2 separate regions of the Gossypium hirsutum genome follow, and region 1 is linked to region 2. A link is a contact called in public Hi-C data. All regions are on one chromosome and are shown on one strand. Each heading gives the region's core, a stretch centred on a gene start, on an enhancer-like site or on the middle of the called end of the contact. The rest is flanking DNA. Distances are from core to core; before and after follow the strand shown.

Region 1 (4,660 bases), core at 504-3,003, 170 kb before region 2:
ACACTTCAACATATCTAGATTTTGCATCAAAGATGGGGTATATAGTGGGTGGTGTCGCCTAACAGCATGGTAGGATCATCAGTGCAGCTTGATACGTCGGCAACACCACTAATAAATTTATCTATTCCATAAGAAAACACTGATGTTGCCTGACACAGACAACACTTATAAAAAATATTATTTTTCTTATTTTTCTCTGATATTTTTTTTAAATATAACCAATGTCACTTGACAGATCAGTTACACCTATTAAACATTTTTCTACCTATTAAACAAAATTTTGTTCCTTCTTTTTTCCTCCATTGTGAATATTCGTATTTTTTATAGATATTTTAAAAAATATTTAAGTATCATCTGACATAGTAACAACACCCAATTTTTTTAAAAAAATTAATGATTAAATAATAATTAAAAAAAAGAAAGTGATGCCACTGGCAAACATTAACTTCCACTATAACAATCGTCCGTTTGATATTCAAAAACTGCTTAGCAACAGTCGGACAGGTGGGGAATGTTGGGGTGAACCAGAAAAGTTTGGGTAGAGCCGGATCTAAATGTTGGCTAGGTAAGCGTCCTGTAGTAAGAGGAGTAGTTATGAACCCTGTAGACCATCCCCATGGGGGTGGTGAAGGGAGGGCTCCAATTGGTAGAAAAAAACCCGCAACCCCTTGGGGTTATCCTGCACTTGGAAGAAGAAGTAGAAAAAGGAATAAATATAGTGATAATTTGATTCTTCGTCGACGGAGTAAATAGGAGAGATTATTTCTTTCTTCGTCTTTACAAAAACAAAAAAATATATTTTAAAAGAAAAATGGCGCATTCCATATTTTCTCCCTGGTTGATAATAGTGGGTACAATGCAAATAATTTATGCAGCTTCAACATCTCTTGGTCAACGGAATTTTAAAAAAAATAATAGCCTATTCCTCCGTATCTCATATGGGTTTCATAATTATAGGAATTGGTTCGATAACTGATACGGGACTCAACGGAGCTATTTTACAAATAATATCTCATGACTTTATCGGTGCTGCACTTTTTTTCTTGGCAAGAACGAGTTATGATAGAATGCGTCTTGTTTATCTCGACGAAATGGGCGGAATGGCCGTTTCGATTCCCAAAATATTTACGATGTTCAGTATCTTATCTATGGCTTCTCTTGCATTACCGGGCATGAGTGGTTTTGTTGCAGAATTGATAGTCTTTTTTGGAATAATTACCAGCCAAAAATATTTTTTGAGTATAATTTTTCAATTAATATTTTAAGCTTATTTATATAAAAAAAACCAATAAAGACAAAATAATTTTACAAGTTCAAATAAATTTTGGACAAAACTATCTGGACATATGACATCGTCAAAAACTAACAATAATAAGACAGTCCATTAAATTGAAGAACAAACAACTTGCATGTGTGAGCATTCATGCAGACACAAAAAAAAGTTATAGGTTGCAGGACAAAAAATCAAAAGAGAAAGGATTCAGAGTTCTTAAAGGATTCGCTGCCATGTTTGTCAAGAGTTTAGCATGTGACAAAATCATTGTCTAAATGTATGTCTGGTCTTTTGCAGAAGCCTCGAAACCTGTGCATTGCGTGTCCCAGTACACGCCTCCATCCTTCCATCACCATTGCTTGCATTTTAAGGTTCATTTCCCATTCTCTGCATCTATTTCAATTCCCAACACTCACTCGGCCTATCCAATTACCCTTCTTTTTCCGAACCCATTCGTTAAAAGCCCTAACCAAAACCAAGGAAAAAATCCCCCCAGTTTTTAAGGCCCAGTGAATTGAAGCAGCCCAGGTACTGCCATTTTGCTTACCAAAACCAGTCATTTGACTGCCAATTACACCATCTTTGCTTGGCTTTCTTTGACAAATGGGACAGTTGAACCAAGCGTGTGTGTGTTTTCTTCAGTTTCAGACCTTCATTTTGTGCTCCGTACGCTTCTCTCGCCCCAAGTCAACCACGCAAAGTACAATCTGTGTGCATCATTATCATGTTATAATATTAGTCAAAACCCAGACCCATTTCTTCTTCAAAATCACCATTTCCCTTTTGTTTTTGTTTTTTTGTTTTTTTTTTCTCCTGGAAAGTACATTACATTAATCCCCTTTCAGTGGAGAACTCATTCCTTTCTGTGCTCCTCTGTCACTGTACATCTTAGATCAAATAATATAACCCAAAATTGGAAATTTATTCCCATTTCTTTTCTTTTTTTTTTCAAGTACTCGTATATCTACATTCGTTGAAATGTTAAAACATATTTTATAAGGCATCCATTTGTATCCTGTAGAACAATTTATTCACTGGTTAAAAAGATTGACAAACAAATCAATGGATCTAACTTTTTCTTGCAAAATCTGTTGGTTTTACTTCTTACTTAGATATCGTGAATGTAAGAAATTGAACTCATCTCATAATATATTATATAAGGCCCTGCACATATAACTGCAAAACCTACATGTTATCAGAAATATCTTCTCTGCAAATTGATGTTTAACTTGGATGCTTATTTTTTGCGCCAGGAAACACTGAATTGTTTGCGTGAAAGCAAAAAAAAAAAAAGGAAGAAGAATTGATGATTGCAGGTGAAGAGAGGAATGTAAAAGATAAACATATATATGATAGATTACCTTTTTTGTCCTGGTCGACATCTGTAGTTTCAAAGAGGTGAGATGCAGTTGCAGATTCAGTACTGCAATCAGCAATCAGAATGAGAAACTCACGGTGGAGAAGGGGAGCACGTGCAAAGTTCACTTAAACATAGGAACTTGCACGTGCCCTGCTTCTCCAACAAGAGATACTCACCCCCAACCAACCCATCCAAGTAAAGCTTTTCAAGTTCATGAGTTGAGTGCAGAAAGCAAAGGAAGTGACATTTATTTATATACAAGTTTTTCCGAAGAGAGAGAGAGAGAAAAAAAAGAAGAGAGTAATAGAGATTGAGTCTAGAAGTGGGCATTCTTTAAAGACAGAGCTCTGGGGTCTAAGTTTTCATGTATCTATCTATCTGGTTTGTAATTATGAAATTCAGAGATGTTTTAATCTAATTGATATTATGAAACTTTCGAGATGATAATTATAAAAACCACACACTTAATTTAACAAAGATGTGGGGTCCTCTTCCTTGTTGAAATTTCTAAATCTTCATTCATTTTAACTGATACGACCTTGAATTTGACTTAACTGGTTTTTTAAGTGCTTTCTGCCGCCAATACCCATCCCAAATTTATATTGAAACTTTAAAATTCTTGATCTCATCATCAGATAACTTGTTAGCCTGAACTTGGGTTTTCACATCTGTGGTAAAAAAAAAAAAAACATATCTTGACTGTCTTTTATTTAACTCCTGTCAAACTCGAGTTTAATTTGCTGCTTTTAGCATTGTTAAAGCATTGTTAGAAGAGAGAATGGTCCTTTTTCTCTCCCTCTTTTTCATTTTCAGTCACTTAACGTGTCTTGTTGGATAGTTCTAATATGGTATTACAATATTAGTCTTTTATTCTTGTTGTTCAATACCCTCAAGCATGTTTAGATTTTGACAGAGATGGAAACAAGAACCCCAACATGCAAAAAAGTGAAAATTTTGTTATTTGTTATTAAGATCGGAAATAAAGAAAAGGGGGTTGGCAAATGGCAAAGGGCAAACACAGGCGGGTGCAGAAGAGTGTAAGAAAATGCACGTCGGGGGTTGCGTGTTGGACCCAAGTTTTTTATTAAAGATAGAGAGAGAGAGAGAGAGAGAGAGAGAGAGAGAGAGAGAGAGGGGGGGAGGTTTTTTCTTTATCACCTGAAACAATGTGAGAGGGGGTATTAGTCCCTAGGCAGGGGCATAGATAGATATGGTTTCTGGTAGTTTTCATATCTGACCATTTCCATTGTCTTATAAATGTTTTACCAACACAGAAAGTAACCATTTTGATTTGAAAGCAGTGCTGCAATGATTGAACATCCCTCCATCTATCCTCCTTCCCCATTTCTATTTTGTATTGCATTTCAAAAGCCCTTCAACGTTTTTTTATTTAAATTACTCCACATTCATTCCAGATTTTGGTTTGCTCTCATCCGGACTGGAACAAGTTAAGAAGTCATATTTCTTTCTGGAACAAATTTTCCATGAATAAACTCATGCAATCATAAAAGTAACTTCAAAATACAAATCATTACTCAGTCAACATACATGATAATTGATTGAAAATATTATTAGTATCGGTTATCAAGCTAGAAATTTTTAAAATACAAAAAGTAAAAAAAAAAATTAATTTTTAAATTTTTTGGTGAATATAAAATAAAGAATTCACAAAGACTTAAACTAAAACACCTAAAGGAAGTTCAAACAAAAGTATAATTGTCTTTATTTCTGCAATCAATTTTTGCAAAAAAAATTCACAACTTTATTTTTTTCTCTAGGTACATGTAGGATAAGTCATTGTACTGTCATTTCCAACCGTTGATGTATTTGCCTAACCAAAGTTGGATTTGCATTCCTCGAAATATTGTCTTAAATAATCTAAATTGCTTATATGCTATATGTACTAATCAACACTCTATCAAATCCTTGCTCCAATAGAAGAGATAAGCCCTAAAAAATACCCCATAACTCAGCCTTTAATACTGAACATATTCCCAGAAACTTATTAAATCCTAAAATCCAATTCC
Region 2 (4,398 bases), core at 466-2,965:
GTTGCACTTTAATATGAACATTAATAAATAGATGTTATATTGGGAATAAAGAGCTAGGGTGAATTGTCTTAAGAATGGAGATCATGGTACGACTTTCTTTCATAAATTAGCTACTTAAAGACTAGGGACAAATTACATAAAAGGGTTATAAATGAGTGGAGGGTAGATTACGTCTGATAAAAAAGAAATGGATAATATTGCAAATGAATACTTCTCGAACCTGTTCACTTTTCAAAGGGGTAGGAGATGTAGGTTGAATCCTATTAGTGCTGGATTAAAATATTTTAGAAAGTATGAATTAAGCCCTCACTGTCGAATACAATGTGGAAGAATTATGGATGACATTGAAGGAAATGGCCCCAATGAAAGCATCTAGAGCTGATGGTTTTCCAGCAATGTTTTATTAGAAATATTAGCATATTGTGGAAAGCAACGTTGGTGATTATTATTTTGGAATTATTAATGGAGGTAATTCATTAGAACCTTTAAATACCATGCATATTATTCTTATACTGAAGATTGCTCAGCCTTCTAATTTGTAGCCTTTTCATCCAATTAGCTTATGCAATGTACTTTACAAGATTATCTTGAAAGTTATAGCAAATTGTTTTCAAAAGTTCTTGATGCACGTATTGATGTAGCACAAAGTGCTTTTGTTCCAGAGAGTTTAATTTCAGATAATGTATTACTTGCGTATGAAATATTGCATGCATTTAAGAGAAGGTCAAAGAGATGGGGGAATTTTGCGCTTAAGTTGGATATGAGCAAAACTTATGACAGAGTGAAATGAACCTTTTTATGGTGTAATATAAATAGATTCTTTTAAACTTATACAAGTCATTTTTAGTCTTTCTTTATAGTTTAGTTACAAGAGAGGATTACTTGGGTCAAAACAGAGTACACAAGACCAATGTCACTACATTGAGAAATGGGTGTCGCGACATTAATCTTTTGATGTTGCGATATTAGAGCAAATTAATTTATTGACTCCAATGTTGCGACACTGACTTGTGGTGTTGCTACATTGCTTTGAAGGTTGGATGTCGTGACATTGGGACAAATTGCCCAAAACATAAAACATAACTTAAACTTTTAAAACTAAGTCAAAATTATCTTAACATTTTACAACATTTTAAAACACTTTTAGGACTAAAAATATGTCAAATCATCATTCAAAAACTTCATAAAACACAAGATTATATCCATCCAAGGAAGATTATCCCAAGATACAAAATGATATTAAACATGCATGACGTAATTTTGAAACCACTCAATTATTTTACAACAAAAATTCATATAGTTGTAATTGTATGTACATACCACTCTATTATTAATATCTAAGTTCTATACACTATTCCTTCGTTGAAGATGAGAGGAGGATAAAGATGACCACTTCAAAACAATCTTTACTTACGACTTCAAAAACAATAAAATTTAAAAAAAAAATCAAAAATTTTAATTGAATTGAGTTTGCTTACCCTACCCATATTTTTTGGTACATGATTACTAATTGCATAATATTTTAGTAAATATTAAACAATAAGAAATTTTAAAAAAATAGGGTGAAACAGAAACATAGAAATGGTGGGACCCAGTTGAAGGCGGAAATTGCTGCACAAGCTTCGAACTCTGCAAACCGCCGAAACTTAACAAAACAGAATTAAGCAGTTAAAAATAAATTAATTTCAAATCCTGAAGTGATTCGTTTTAACAAACAAGAACTTCAAGGGTGTTTCCGTAAATTGAGAATCCTTGAGAGAGAGGCCTTGGTTTTGATTTTGAGCTCCCGCTATAAATCCTCGCTGCCGCTTGGCTGCCGAGATACCCTCTCGCTTTGCTTTCTCTTTTCAATAAATTTCCACTTCAATTTTTAAATTTTTAAGGCCTCCAACGACACACACAGAAAGAGAGAGTCAGAGAGGATAATTTTTTAGCAAATATGTTAGTTTATCAGGATATTCTTACAGGTATCAATCTTTTATTTCCTCTTCAATATCTCTCTCTTTTTCCTTGGCTCTGTTTGAATTGTATTTGGGATATCCTCAAATTTTGCCTTTCTTTCAACCCCTCCTTTCTTATATACAAGGATGATGATATTTCAGCATACTTTCTTTTTAATGGTTTGATCTGTGAGGTTTTATTTTTCCAGAGAATTTAACAGAAAAAAAATAAAAGATTTTTTTGTTTTAATTTTTTATTTGACTATCGGTTATCTATTTTTTTTAACGATTTTCTGGGCAATTATTTTCTGTTTTTTTTTAAAAAAAAACCCTGAATTAGAAGATAATATCTTCAAAGAGAATTAGCTAAATGGTTGCCTATTTGATAAGGTTAACAAATGTGGGTACACTGGATTGAATTAAATAATTGTTTTTTAATCTCATAATTGTAAAGTTGGTTAATAATGAGGAAAATTCAGGTGATGAGCTCCTCTCAGATTCTTTCCCATATAAGGAAATCGAGAATGGAATGTTATGGGAAGTAGAAGGGAAGGTTTGAATCTTTTCCCTCTTCATTATTCTCAATTGTCACTCTTAAAAATATGAATTTGGATTTCATTTACTATTTAAGTGATGTATATATTTGGAAAAGTATGAATTTAAGAAATAATTACGAGTGTTATTAACTAATTTGAAATCTAAGTTTTCAGACCCTATCTTAGGGTTGCAAGAATATGTATGGTAATGACTTGAGTAGGGTTGGGTTTTTCATTAAATTTTCAGGATAAGTTCTCTTCTTTTAAATTTATAATTATTTTATTTTTCAAATATAACATATTTTAGGTTTTTTTAATTTTATAAGAATGCAGTAGTTTTGTAAAAATAATATGGGAGCAGGATTGAGAAAATCAGAGTTTTAAGTAAACGAAACCGCTCCGCCTTGTTGCCATTCTTGGTGTTGCGTTTAAACCCAAGAAAAGATAATTTGGTTGATACATGCAGTGGGTTGTCCAAGGAGCTGTGACTGTAGATATTGGCGCAAACCCTTCAGCAGAAGGTGGTGACGAAGACGAAGGTGTCGACGACCAAGCCATAAAGGTGGTCGACATTGTTGACACTTTCCGACTTCAGGTATTAAACCAACCCCCGTTCATCTGAATTTATATCACATAATAACAAGGGTTTGTTTGAAATGATAGGAGCAACCTGCATTTGACAAGAAGCAATTTGTTACGTACATGAAGAGGTACATCAAGAACTTGACTCCAAAATTGGAGACAGCAAAGCAAGAGACATTCAAGAAGAACATAGAGGGGGCAACCAAGTTTTTGCTTGCCAAGCTTAAGGATCTTCAATTGTACGTACTGCTGCTCCAACTCTCAACCATGGAATTATTTTTTAGTTTTAATTTTTTATTTTGCAGTTTTGTGGGTGAAAGCATGCATGATGATGGTAGCTTAGTGTTTGCGTATTACAAAGACGGCGCCACCAACCCCACTTTCCTCTACTTCCCCTATGGCTTGAAGGAAGTCAAGTGTTAATGGGAGTGATAGTCATTGCTGGACAGGTGTAATTCTAGATTTTCATTTCATTCAAGGGGCTTAAAGTTGGGGGTTTACTATTATAATTTTACATTTTTTTTGAGGTTATCAATATATATATATATAATTATACCAGGAATAAATAGCAACTGTATTTTTTCTTTAAAATGAATCTGTTAGGGATATCTTTCTTTGATGGCCAAGTGGCATATGTTGTGGTGGCCAACTTCTAATCTCTCAAATTATTATAATTTTTTCTAACTTTGATTATAAAATATTTAAATTTTTGTAAGTAGTTAAGAAAATGAAATAAACTATTTATTTAAATCACATATTCAAATTATACTATTTATTTAAATCACATATTCAAATTATCATCTTTAATTTTTATTTAAAATAATATAAAATATTATATTAATGAGATTAAAATTAAACTATAAATATATATTTTTTAAAATTAGTATTTACTTTTATCAAATAACATAATTATATTCATTATGAATATTTTACTAATTTAACAAACAATTTTCTTATATAAATTCAATATTTATAAAATTTAATAGTAAAAAATTCAGAATTTTAATTTATCAAACAACACCTTATATAATAACAATTATTTAGAAATAAATTTATATTAATATAAAATATTGTTAGTGTGATTATGATAAATTATAATAAAACCAAATAAACTTTGAGATATTTTGAGAAATAAAAGGTGTATTTTGAGTTTCGAACTACAACTTAAACTTCGAAATATTCATGTAAATCTATAGATTTTTGAGAAATGACAAGTTAAGTCAATGTTTTATTTTTCAGAAAATATTAAATAATATATTTTTGGATTGAAAAATAAAAGGAAAAGATCATTTTTATTATTTTCAATTAAAACACTTTGAAAAAGTTAAATGTAAGATTAT

The links. A called contact is a pair of places that touch in the nucleus more often than the background predicts.
Region 1: a Hi-C map of leaf shows a contact between it and region 2, with 1.6 times the contacts expected there. The contact joins the enhancer-like site here to the promoter of LOC107894847 in region 2. A contact is called at or near these places in 2 of 34 Hi-C or Micro-C datasets (both in leaf).

Annotation. Positions count from the first base shown.
Region 1 is chrA13:77,356,809-77,361,468 of Gossypium_hirsutum_v2.1, reverse strand. No RefSeq gene overlaps it. Among protein-coding and RNA genes, the nearest start is that of LOC121212843, 8.4 kb to the left of the region's middle. Within about 2 kb of position 1,753, at least 2 of the 9 cell types and tissues checked have an H3K27ac peak or open chromatin away from gene starts, as enhancers often do. A contact at or near this core is called in leaf, where this site is marked.
Region 2 is chrA13:77,189,591-77,193,988 of Gossypium_hirsutum_v2.1, reverse strand. It overlaps LOC107894847 (translationally-controlled tumor protein homolog), which reads left to right and starts at 1,715. Exons shown (of 5, transcript XM_016820042.2): 1 at 1,715-1,967; 2 at 2,420-2,493; 3 at 2,943-3,071; 4 at 3,140-3,297; 5 at 3,364-3,649. The coding sequence starts at 1,940. The coding sequence ends at 3,481.